3 separate regions of the Mus musculus genome follow, and regions 2 and 3 are each linked to region 1. Evidence: chromatin contacts called from public HiChIP or PLAC-seq and Micro-C data. All regions are on one chromosome and are shown on one strand. Each heading gives the region's core, a stretch centred on a gene start, on an enhancer-like site or on the middle of the called end of the contact. The rest is flanking DNA. Distances are from core to core; before and after follow the strand shown. Region 1 holds the start of Myo10 (myosin X). Region 2 overlaps Gm48957 (predicted gene, 48957). Region 3 holds the start of Basp1 (brain abundant, membrane attached signal protein 1).

Region 1 (3,764 bases), core at 177-2,676:
GACAAAGCAAGCTAGCCAAAGCACAGGCAAATTCTCACCACTCTGATTTGCTGGAAGATTCCAAGACTGTCCTGGATTCACAAAAACCTCACCCTGACTTTTCAGCAAAAAATCTCATCAGCCTCTCTCAAAGTCAGCTAAGTTTACTCTGAGCCACTTCAAACCTCAAAACTTAAACAGAATTTATTAAATAAACACAACCAAGAAAGGAATCGGGGCCAAGAAACCAGAGCGGCTCTCCATCCCTGGGGGAAAAGGGAACTTTCAAGTCCCGTCTCAAGTAACTGTGGTGTCCCGCCCTCAAAGACCCTAAAGCGGGCATCGGTTTCATCTTCTAAAATAACCATTGTTTGCCCTAAACAAATTTTATTTAAACTCGAATTCAAGATCTGCCAAAAAAAATGGCATTAAAAACAAGATCATTCGGTCTCGTACTCTGGAATTATCTGCAAACCCGACCTGAGCAGTACTAGTAAAGTAAGGACCCCAGACTTGAAAGCCCAATGAGGCAGGGCAAGCAGTGACCGAGGACCCAGCCGGCCGGCTCACACTTCGTTAGCCGGCTCCTCTGGAAGCCACAGGAAGCCCGCACGTTCAGCAAAGGAAGTCCCAGACCTTTCTTGGAGCAAGGCACCTCCCGGCTGCGCCTTTTACCGCGTTTCCTGCACCCGAGCCGTCCGGTCCGCAGCTCTCCCCCACCCGGCGCCCGGGGACTCACCTGGCGCGGAGTGTCAGCTAGCCACCCACGCCCGGGGACATGCGAGCGCAGGACAAACTCAAACCTGCCTAGGCTTACTCATCCGAGACTCGGGGCCGGCGGAGGGAGTGGGGTTTCAGGAGATTCCCACAAAGTTTCCCCTCCTGGGGACGCGCAGGCGCTGGGGCGCGCTCGGTGTGCCGGTCCGGGTCCCGGTCTCAGCCAGGTCCTCCCCGCCACTCACTCACCTCGGGAAAGAAGCTGTCCATTGTTCCGGCGCCCGCACCTTCCCGGCACGGCTCCAGTCGCGGAAGTCAGCGCAGCGGCAGGTCCCGGGAAGCCACGCGTGTCACGGTGCGCCTCGGGGCGACTCCAGCCCGCGGAGCCGCCGCTCTGCCATCCCCCGGTCGCTGCTGCTCCTCCGCACCTTTTGTCCGCGTCTCGGACCTCCTCTGTCCCAACCACAGCCTTTGTCTCTCCTTCCTCCAAGTTCCTCACTTCTGGGCGAAGTGCTCCCGGGAGGAGAACAGCTGGTGGCACATTCTTCCCGAGCTGGGGGAGGGCCGGCAAGGGGCTGGCGACGCGCCTGCCTCCCTTGGAGCTCCGCCGGGGGCGCTCGGTCCCAGCGGGGGTGGGGTGGACGACTTCGGATCACCAGCAAACCAACAACGGTGAGCTCTCCCGCCCCAGGCGCGGCCGGCTCTCACCAGCTCTCCGGTCTCGCTTACCCTTGTGCTCGGTCCGCCCCGCCCTCAATCCCAGCCCCCAATATATAACCACGCCTCCACGAGTAAAGCCACGCCTCCTACGGACCTGGCCCCGCCCCCAGAAACTCCTCCAACCTGCGGAGACTGAGCGTCTGCTCTCAAATATACCCAAACCCCGCCTACTCGACTCCTGGTCACGCCCATTATAGCCCCGCCCACAGCCTGCTCGGGCTTCCTACATGCCGCGCCCTCTCCCAGCTACCACCCAAACCACGCCCACCGGATGCGCGGCCCCGCCCCTCGGAGCCCTGCCCTGTGCTTTCCCTGAGAGCGGCGGGTGCGCGGAGTCCCAGCTACCGCCTAGATCCACTCTGAATCCATAGAGCAGTGTGCTTCTCCTGGGTCTTCTTGCCACCGGCCTAGGCGCTATTAGATGACTTGACTCTTCCCTCTGATCGTAGATACTAGAAAGTTACCCGGGACTGAAGAGGAGGGGCCCCACGGCGGTGAATGTTAGACACCCCAAGAACCTGCTCCACGTGGATCTCATCATTGCGACTCTATCGTGCGATCCCAGGACAGGAAGCGGAAAACAGGAATCTGAACTTTTGAAAGCTGCTTTTCCTTGTTGAGTTTCTCTGCTCCAAGTGGGTTTTTTGATAGCCACAGGGAAATGTTTTGTATACTGGAAGGGGACGTGTCCTATAGCACTTGTAACTGTAACCTCTTTTTCTGGACGTAAAGGAAGTAGAGCAGATGCGAGAGAGATGGGTAATTGCTCTCGGTTCACCAGGAGTCAGTCCTGATTCTCACCGAGACAACTCCAGCTTTATTGTGGCCAGGAATCTGGGGATCCTGTAACACGGACTGGGATTCCTAAGTCTGCTTTCCTAACAGGAGTCCAGAGGGCCCTCCAAAGCTGGTGCTTGGCCCACTGCAGAAAGAACTCCCAACAGCTCAGAAGGAGTTTCCTTCTGTAGCAGTTTAGCAAGATCAGGTCACCCAAGTACTGGATCTATGAACCCTTTGAACCAACCGGCTGGGTGTTGTCAGACTCACTCCGGAACCACACAGCTGGTCCAGCAGCAGGTTGTTAACTGGCAAGCTGGGAACAACAATGAACTGACTTGAGAAGTTCTACTTAAAGGATTTGTTAACTGCCAGCCGCTTGAGAAAGATACTTTCCAGGGCAGTCTTTCTGGAAACAGACACAGCCTTCACTATCCCAAGCTGCACCCTGCCTGGTTAGGTACCCGCTTCTTAGGTTTTTTTTTTTTTTTTTTTTTTTTTCCAGATGTTGGAAGATCAATCACATATTTGGCTTTTTCTTGATGTCCTATCCACCTGCAGTTGGGAGAGTCGAAGCTTGTGCTCAGACTGAATGAAATGGCTGAACATGTGAACCATCTTGTCATCTTTATTTGGGAATTTAAGCATTATTGAACTCCAAAGCATTACATTAGTGTTGGTGACCTTACTCCCATCTCCCCACTTTGAGGGAAGATTCAAGGTATAAACCAGTTAATGATACATGTGCTATGCCACGTGGCTGGTTTTTTCCACGGGTTTACACGAGGCTGAAGGAAGGTTAAGATGGAGCCAGAACAGATATCAAAAATGCTCAACACAACCAAAGTGCTTAGTCAAATGAGCTTTGCCACCAGCTGTGTTCAGGTAGGGCAGCTGAACAATTATGCCATTATCCCATTAATCTACACACATCTCTGCAAGAAAAATGATTTAAAGAGCTGGTTAGAGTATGTGGGTGTGAATTGGTTCCCAGCATCGGTCCTGTTCCAGACTCGTTGGGCAACCTTGGCCCCTGGCCTCTCAGAAGTCAACATCCGAGCCAATCCTAGCTCATCAGCTAAAACAGATGTGCTACGTTAACACAACACTTGGTAATAGAGAAGCCTGGAACTACCTAACTGTGTGGCCACTCTGGGCTTTCCCTTCTTTTTCTGCAGATTTAAAACTTTAAAAAAGAAACAAAACAAAACCTAAAGTCTGTTCATTTTTCCTTAGAGACAGGATCTGGAGTATCCCAGGATATTCTAGAATTCTCTGTGTAGCTTAAGGTGACTCTGAGCTTCTGATGTTCCCTGCCTCTAGGGCACTTTGGCATCCCCGAGAATAGAACCCAGAGCTTTGTGTATTCTAGGCAAGCACTTTACCAACTGAGCTAGCCCCAGCTGGTTGTTGAGCCTAAGTAGCTCAGGTCTGTCTCATACCTGAGGTCCTTCTGTCTCAGCTTTCTGAGCACTGGCATAGGCCTGAGCCCACACAGTAGGTTTGGGTTTTTTTGTTTTTAAAGTGCTGTTGTGTTTGTTTTTATAATTTAAAGGAATGATAAATAAATA
Region 2 (4,198 bases), core at 888-3,387, 150 kb after region 1:
TCTAAGGATGTAACGATCGGAATTTGTGAGGCTGGAAAGCTGTGCTCACTCAGGTGGGATGACGTGAGGACAAGGGCAAACGGACTCAGATGTTTGAGTATGATACAGCGGCTTAAGAAACAAAGTCAGGTAATGTCCTGGGATTAAGTGGAATGACTATATGGGACAGAGGGCGTTGGCTGGGATTGGGAATTGGCAGATAGCGTGTGAGCAGGAAGAGGTAAGAAACAGCCCATCACTTACACAGGAATATCCGAAGCACAGGTCAGGCTTTGTAAGTAGAGTCGAGGCTCCCCCATGCCTTCATGTAACTGCTGACAGTCGCCAGCAGCGGGGATTTCTAGAGCCAATCTCCCAGAGGTCTTTGCAGCGGTGCACAGCGAAGGGAGTCAGTGCTGGTGTTTGGTTTCTTCCCCTACATCACTGTGTCAGAGCTTCGTCAGTTCTTGGGTTGTATCTTTGGAGCTTAAATCACCAGTATTTTATCTGGCACCTGGCCCACGATGGCTCCTCCACTCCTCCCTGGCCAGCAGGAGAAAAGGAAGTAAAGTTTACCTATGGGTTACGCAGCCGTGCCGGACCCGGCAGGGGCACTTGCCAAGGGCCTGGCATTTTCTATAGACTGGTCTTAAATCATGTGATTTTGTCCTAAGCTTGGGTAGGATAAAAATCACACAGGAGAGCACAGACGCAGTGTGAGGTAACCTGCCAGAAGCCACTTAGCTCAGGAGAGACCCCTGCAGCCTGCGGTCCTGCTCTGAAACTGTCTCTCACAGGGCTCGCCTCTTTCCCATCTCTTGGGCCTGCCGTTTTAATCTGCAGAAGGCTGAGGACTTAAAATTTGGTTCCTGTGCAGTTTGTGTCTAGGACCCAGCCCATCTCAGTGAGTTTCTTTTTAACTGCTTTCCCTTATAAGAAATTTCTGGTTTTTTGTGTGTGTCGGGAAGCCCCGTTTGTTTGTAAAGATAACCTCCAAGAATTCCCTCAGTCCTGGTGGGTCTCCTTCAGGGAGACATTCCACTTCACTTCGCCTGGCCAGCACTAGCTCTTGCTAGTTTCTTCCCTCTGACCTGGGGAGGTTTCTAACCGACCATTTCATCCTTTTATTTAGTTATTGCTTTGGAAGAGTGATGTTACATACACCTGATTTGGGGGTAACAGTTTTCAAAGGTTTAGCATAAGACACTACCGCCCCCCCCCCAACTTCATTTGTTTTAAGAACAGGGTATAATTTAATTTTCTCCAGCTATGCTTATTTCTTCATTGACTTTTGTGAATTGGGCAATTTTATGTTTGCTTCTCCTTTGCCATCGTAGCCCCAGAGTTGAATATTTGTATTTGGTCTAGAAACACTCAGTTTGCATCTCCTTCTTACTTAGCTGTACTTCCCTATAACCTGTGGTGAGACCAGAATGACAGAGTAACCGCAGAGGGGCCTGAAGTCTTCTGGTGAAAAACAAAGGAATTCACACCTGGCTTGCATTTCCTGAGGGTCTCATAGGAGTTAAGGTTTTGTTTTTTTTTTTCTCTAGATCCCCAGCAGACTTCTAAACACACACACACACACACACACACACACACACACACACACACACACACACACATTTTTGGAGTGCAATTAATAAACAAGAGCTTTGATTTTTTTTTTTTTTCAATTCTTGCTTTGAGAGAAAGAGAGAAAACAGGCATTGTGTCCAATTTGCTCTGTATCAACAAGCAGGGCCAACATGCAATTTCTTCTCAGATTTACATCTTGAATACTATTTAGTTTTTTTTTTTTTAAAAAAAAAGAATCTTTTTTTTTTCTCCACTCCTGGTCTCGTCTAATTCTGTAGCTCCTTGGCCTCAGAGCCTGTGAATTTCTCGTGAACGCCTTGTCTTCATAGCAGTATGCAGGATTCTCAGCTTGCCCCTTTTTCCTAAAATTAGAACCGTGTGACGTTACAATAATTTAGACCACACTTAAATGTTAAGGCTGAGAAAGTCCAGTTTCTCTCTGTCTCCTAACATTCCGTTCCATTTGTTTTTCTAAGTGACCTGAAGAGGATGCGGTTGGTCTAGCTTTAGTTTCCAAGCTGGGGTTGGTAGACTTCCAGCCGCAGTATTGGACAGTTTTTTGCTTAGAGGTTACAAAGTAGAAGCAGTTTCCTAAGACCAGGCAAAGTTCTGTTTGAAAGTAAGATTTTGTAGTCACAATGGGGTGAGCCTCAGTGGCTGGGGTTCTAATCAAATGAATTTTAGTCCCCAGGTCCATGAATCATTTACACGTGTGAGGCTCCACTCCTTAATTCTTAGTTTAGGGAATGTGGTCTCTGAGTTAGTTTTCTAGATTTGCTATAGCTGAATATGACATATTGGTGATGGTGGTGGTGGTGGTGGTGGAGGGGCTTAAAATGAAAATTTATCTTATAGTTGTGAATGCCGCAAACCAAGATCAAATGTGTCCGTAAGATTGGTCTCCTCTGAACCTGCCCTCTCTACTTTAGATTCCTGTCTCCTTTGTACCCTTACATGGGCTCTCACCTCTTTCTTAGCATTCTCTTGTGGTGAGAGCACCAGTTATAGCAGATTAATGTCCTGCCCGAGGCTGTATTGGATTATATTCCTTCTTTAAAAGCCCTGATCTCCAAATATAGTTAATCAGGGATTCTGGGGGGTTAAAATTTTTTTAACATCTCAATTGTAGAGACATCCAATTTAGTCCATAACAGCATACAATCACACGTGGGTACGTGTCTCTCTTTCAGTGCTTGCGAGTGTGTGTGTATGTGTGTATTAACCCCTAGCTTTGTGTGTGTGTGTGTATATATGTGTGTATATGTGTGTATGTGTGTATTAACCCCTAGTTGTGTGTGTGTATTAACCCCTAGTTGTGTATGTATGTGTGTATGTATGTGTGTGTATGTGTATGTATTAAGCCCTAGTTGTGTGTGTGTATCAACCTCTAGTTGTATATGTATGTATGTATTAACCCCTAGTTGTGTGTGTATTAACCCCTAGTTGTATATGTGTATATGAATTAACCCCTAGTTGTGTGTGTGTGTATTAACCCCTAGTTGTATATATGTGTGTATGTGTGTATTAACCTCTAGTTGTGTGTGTGTTTGTATGTGTGTGTATGTGTGTGTATTAACCCTAGTTGTGTATGTGTGTATGTATTAACCCCCAGTTGTGTGTGTGTGTGTATTAACCCCTAGTTGGTACTTGGGCCTAAACTTCAGATCATCTGGAAGTGCTAGCTTTCAGCACTATAATAGAATACTTGAGATAATCATTCTATGAAGAGAGAAGATTTGTTTTCTCTTAGTGTTTTGGAGGCTCCCGTCTATGACTTGTTGTTTGGTCCATTGATGAAGTAGCATATAATCCCATATAATTATGGGAATGCTGTTGGCACATCCTGAGCCAGGAAGCAAAGATGTAGAAAGGAACCAAAGTTCACAGTCCCCCTTATAGTTGAACTCCCAGGGACTTAAGAAACCCTTAGAGAGGAATTTTAAACTCCTTTAAATGGGCTGTTGGGGGCACTCAATATCCAAACTACAGCACTGACTCAATTCAGTGTGGATTGTTAATAACAATCCCTCTGCAGCAGATGGGGGCAAATAGAGAGATCCACAGTCAGACATTACACAGAGATACTAGAACTTGGAACACTCAGCCCTAAGTGGGATGTCACCATCAAATCTTTCTCGTCAGGGAAAAGAGTTCAGGGGTCCCCATGGGGAGAAGTGTAAGAGCCACAGGGAATGGAGGACACCAAGAAAACAAGGCTCTCTAAATCAATATGATGGATGCTTGTATGACCTTCCAGAGACTGATGCAGCATGCACAGGGTCTACATGGGCCTGCACCAGGCCCTCTACATTTATAGAGTGACTTCCAGTGTAGTGTTTTAATGGTAATCCTGAGTGTGGGAACCAGTGGGTTTCTGATTCTTGTGCTTTCTCTTGGGTCCTTTCCTTCCGTTGATTGGTCTTATGTGACTTTGGCTTAATAGTAGTTGTTTTATCTTATTGTATATATATTTTTTTATGACTGAATGGAAACCTAGCCATAAGGGTAAAGGTTAACAACTGACCTGTCATTTATATCTGCTGGGAGAGGGAAAGTTAGTTTTTGCCAATGGAACGAGGACACTGGGTATATTAATGACTCCAAGACAGGCCTTATGTTCAGGAGTAGTTGATCAACATAA
Region 3 (3,942 bases), core at 477-2,976, 210 kb after region 1:
CCAATTAGTATATCTATTTATCTAGAGAGAAAGAGAGAGGGAGAATAGAGGGGTAGGGATGGGGAGAAGAGGGAGAAAGAAGAGGAAGAGGAAGAGGGAGATAGAGAGGAAGAGGAAGAGAAGAAAAAAACAAGAAGAAGAGGAGACGGAGGAGGAGGAGAAAGAAAGAAGAAAAGGAGGGGGAGGAAGTGGCAGCCACCACAAATATTTTCACCCCCCCCCCCAATCACTTTTTGGTTTAAGATGTGGCACTTCCTTTGCCAATCTTATTAAAGTTCTGTTATTTATTTTTCTATTAAAAAAGTGACCCCCCCCAATCTGCGATTTTGACAGCACTTACCTTTGGCATTCGTCTCCCTAAATGTAGTTGTGTTTCGTTATTCCGGACGTGGAGGGCAAGCTCATCCCAAATCTGTGCTTCACTCATGAGGGGAGATCCAACCAAGAAGGCAACATACATTTCCATTCCCCCCCCCCTCCGCTATTCTTTCAGGACGAAGCAGAACAAGCAAGCCACCCTGATAAAGCCAGAGGGCGCCAAAGTGCCGCGAACGGAACTTCCAGGGCTCAATGGGTTTGCGGGATGGTAAAATTGGCTTTTGTCTGAAGAAAGAGCTGTGGTTCTAGAAGATGTCACCATGTGTTAGTTTCCAAATTTAAATTTTTATTTTGCATTTTATTTTTGCCAACAGGTAAGCATAGCGAGCATATCTCCTAACCGTGGTGGCTATTGTGTGTCGCGGTGCTACCCAAAGTGCTCGTCGACCAGGACACGAGGACTTGGCGCGGATGGCCACAGCCTGGCTGGGCGCGCTTCTGAGTAGCATCTTAAGCAGCCGAGAGCTGGTGACTTCCATGAAAGCACAGGCACAAAAAGTCGAAGCCCCTTTTCCTAGGGTGCATTTCTTCCTTTCTTTCTCTCCGAAGTCGGGAGAACGTACCCTGAGGCGGTGCCGCCCACCCTTCCAACCCAGACCTGAGCTCTGGGCGGTGGCGCCTTGCAAAGCTGGAGCCTCCTGGTCGGGCCCCGAGGGCGAGCATATGCCGGAGGCGTCCCAGATGCTTGCCTTGGGGGACACCCTAAAACCAGCGGATATCTGTCTTGATGGTTTCAAGGGAGGCATCGCATCTTCCCCAGGCTCACTGCCTACGTGATAGCAGAATCTAAGCCCGTCGTCTGGAGCGGGGCTGGATTGGGGTGCAGAGAAAGCTGGTTGCGGCGGGGGCGTAGTTCATCAGCCCCTTAAGTCTGAGCGAGAGCCTGAGCTACTTATTCAATGCTTTCAAATAAAATGTGTGCGAGACAGAGAGAGGAGAGAAATCCACAGACAGTCCCGCCGGGGGTGGGGGTGGGGGTGGGGTGGGGGGGGAATGGAGGGGCGTGTAAGGAGGGAATAGGAGGAGGGGGGCTGACAGAGACTGTTGGGGAGGCGGGTAAGGGATCTGGATGTGGAGAGCAGTGGGTGGGGGTGACTGTGCGGGTGTGGTGACGGGGGGGGGGCGCTGGATCACGGGGCGTCTCGGGGCGCAGTGGCTGCTGGTGGAGAGAAGTTGGGGGACCCCCTCCTGGGTGGCGGGGCGCGAAAGGAGCGGGAGGGGTGCGGGCCGCGGGCTGGGAGAGGAGGGGCGGGCGCGAGGCGGGCGGGGTCGGCGAGCGGAGGAGCTGGGCGGGCGGACGCGCGGGGGGGAGGGCGCTGGGCAGGAAGGGGAGGGGGAGCGATCGAGAAATGCAGAGGCTGCAGCGGCGGCGGCAGTAGCGGCAGCGGCGACGGCGGTGGCGGCAGCGCTCCAACTCGCTCCACGCTCCGGGCTCCGCCGTCGAGCCGGGAGAGAGAGAGCCTTTGCTGAGCGACCAGCCACCCGGCCGGACGACACCAGCCACCCGGGCCCCTTGGAGGCACCGCGCTCACCCAGGGCCGCCACAGGCACCCAAAGCCGGTAAGGAGGCGCGCCGTGGGTCCCTAAGGCCACCGCGGACTCCGGGCCACCGGTTCCCCAGGGCCCCGCCCCACCCCGAAGCCTAGGGTTCTCCAACGGTGCAGCCGGGGTGCGGCCGGGTGTAGACACAGTGGGCATGGGATTCCTCTATGTGGGTTCTGTCGCATTTGGAAATCCAAGGTGATGCTCTCCCCCAGGTGGACAGCTTCGGCCTTTCGTAGGGTGGGGGACTTGGAGGGGGTGGCGGCGAGGCGGACGAACCGAGTTCGGGAGGGAGGGGGTGGAGGGTGGGGAGCCGCTGGTGACAGCACCGAGACCACTGGCCACGGTTCTGTGGGCTGAACCCAGCCTTCTGTCAGCGGAACCCGCACAGCCACGGAGAAGGCGCTCGGTGTGAGGGGCGCAGTAACAGAAGATGGAGGATGGGGGTGGGGTGGGGTGGGGAGGGAGAAAGAAGACGCGGAATCTGGTCAGATCGGAAGGGGCGGGGGTGGCTTGGCCCTCGGGACTCCTGGATCTTGGTTTAGGGTAACCGAGGAACACGAGGTTCGGAAGGCGGTGTGCACGTCCGGGGCAGATTAAAGCCCCCAGCCTGGTCTGCGGCTGAGCTGTCTTCCCACTAACCTGTGGACGTCGCCAGCATTTTATTTTATTTTTTGAGCCTTGCGCTCAGAGAGCGGGCCGCGCGCCTCCACCGCCGCCCCAGCCTGGGGGAAGGAGGGGTGGCGTGTGGGCTTGAACCTGACAGCCCGCGGCCCGAGCGGGCTCAACCCTTCTGCAAGCCAAGATTTCTGTAGATTTTTTCCCCCGTAGCTCAAACGCTACAACCCAACGTCTGGTTCCCGCTTCCCCACACCATTAAAAGAAAAAAAAAAAAAAAAACCAGAATCCCTGGATCGGATGGCACACAATGCGTGGCTGGGGACCGCATTCTTTTCATGAATATTCATCGAACGCTTGGCCCTGTTCCTAATCTGCTTCCCCCCGAGACGTTTCCGCCTTGGAGCGAACTCGGTGGACGGCCTCTGCCCCAGTGATTTTCACGCTGTTCAAAGGAGCACAGCGCACATGGGTGCGATTTCAGGATTTTGCACGGGAGCTGACACACCTCTGTCTTGGCCGAGACCACTGGCCACTTACGTGGCGGGCTAGAATAAAACACGAGTATCAAGGGGACTGCTGCTGGGGTGTGGATTAACCCCTACCCCTGGGAATATACCAAGGGCTCACAGACCTCCGGTACTGCAGGCAAAATGAATGAATCGGGACTGTAATTACCTATTCCTTTGTCTTGGCCTCGCGCATGCGCCGGAGAGCAGGGTGTGGAGGGCCAGGCAGCCCCATCTGATCTCCCCATCATCCATCCACCCACTCCCCTCCGGAGCCCAGGAACAAAGGCGTTTGCCCTAAATGTTTCACAAAACCTTTGGACACAAATGCCACCCCCCCCCCCCCTCCGCGCGGCTCGGTCGCGGTCTTGTTTCCCCTCCCACCTCAAGGTTTCACATCTTACCCATTTTTTTTTTCTTTTTTTACAGATTTCAATCATAAAAAAAAAAAAAAATAAGGGAGGGGGAATTGTGGATTTAATACATTTATTTTTAAACACACAGTGCTATTTTCCTTTCTAGAACTGTCCATTGTTCTTTCTGTTCAAATGTAACGCACTGCAGGGATGGTGGTTTTCTTAGTTTGCACCAATTAGCTGTTTGCCTGACAGATCTTTATTGCGGGGCATTTGACCAAATAACATTAGTCTCAGACCAGCGATGGTGTTGCCCCTGGTGATACCACCTGGGACAGATTAAGACATCTTGGCATTTGAACGAACAAGATGGCCTACGGAAGCCAGCATGAGAAAATGGTTACCTTTTCAGAGGGCTAAGCCTCTCTGAATTCTCTTGATTCCTACTTTATTGTTTCATTAAGGATTCCAAAGGGCAAGCCCCTCTGAGATGGGGGGAGGAAGAAGGCGCTGGCATTGCTGGGAAGAAGATGGCGAAG

Evidence for each region. A called contact is a pair of places that touch in the nucleus more often than the background predicts. HiChIP or PLAC-seq counts read pairs in DNA pulled down with a chosen protein or histone mark.
Region 2: an H3K4me3 HiChIP or PLAC-seq map of bone marrow-derived macrophages shows a contact between it and region 1, with 5 times the contacts expected there. The contact joins the enhancer-like site here to the promoter of Myo10 in region 1. A contact is called at or near these places in 13 of 39 promoter capture datasets (the 3T3-L1 cell line, 3T3-L1-derived adipocytes, the HPC-7 cell line and 8 more), 1 of 15 datasets of contacts at CTCF or cohesin (the NIH/3T3 cell line), 4 of 484 Hi-C or Micro-C datasets (bone marrow-derived DN3 thymocytes, embryonic fibroblasts, liver and 1 more), 20 of 115 datasets of contacts at active chromatin or transcription factors (the 230-238 cell line, bone marrow-derived macrophages, cardiomyocytes and 13 more) and 1 of 9 other capture datasets (liver).
Region 3: a Micro-C map of embryonic stem cells shows a contact between it and region 1, with 2.9 times the contacts expected there. The contact joins the promoter of Basp1 here to the promoter of Myo10 in region 1. A contact is called at or near these places in 8 of 39 promoter capture datasets (HPC-7-derived erythroid cells, cranial neural crest, epiblast stem cells and 5 more), 10 of 484 Hi-C or Micro-C datasets (CD4 T cells, adipose-derived mesenchymal stem cells, embryonic stem cells and 3 more), 14 of 115 datasets of contacts at active chromatin or transcription factors (the 230-238 cell line, bone marrow-derived macrophages, embryonic stem cells and 6 more) and 3 of 9 other capture datasets (adipose tissue, liver and pancreatic islet).

Annotation. Positions count from the first base shown.
Region 1 is chr15:25,620,212-25,623,975 of GRCm38.p6, reverse strand. It overlaps Myo10 (myosin X), which reads right to left and starts at 1,426. Exons shown (of 41, transcript NM_019472.2): 1 at 946-1,426. The coding sequence starts at 966.
Region 2 is chr15:25,465,875-25,470,072 of GRCm38.p6, reverse strand. It overlaps Gm48957 (predicted gene, 48957), which reads right to left. Exons shown (of 4, transcript NR_168943.1): 3 at 244-522. Among named protein-coding and RNA genes, the nearest start is that of Gm48957, 54 kb to the right of the region's middle. Within about 2 kb of position 2,137, at least 11 of the 459 cell types and tissues checked have an H3K27ac peak or open chromatin away from gene starts, as enhancers often do.
Region 3 is chr15:25,411,548-25,415,489 of GRCm38.p6, reverse strand. Basp1 (brain abundant, membrane attached signal protein 1) reads left to right here and starts at 1,726. Exons shown (of 2, transcript NM_027395.2): 1 at 1,726-1,938. It overlaps Gm48957 (predicted gene, 48957), which reads right to left and starts at 1,300. Exons shown (of 4, transcript NR_168943.1): 1 at 341-1,300.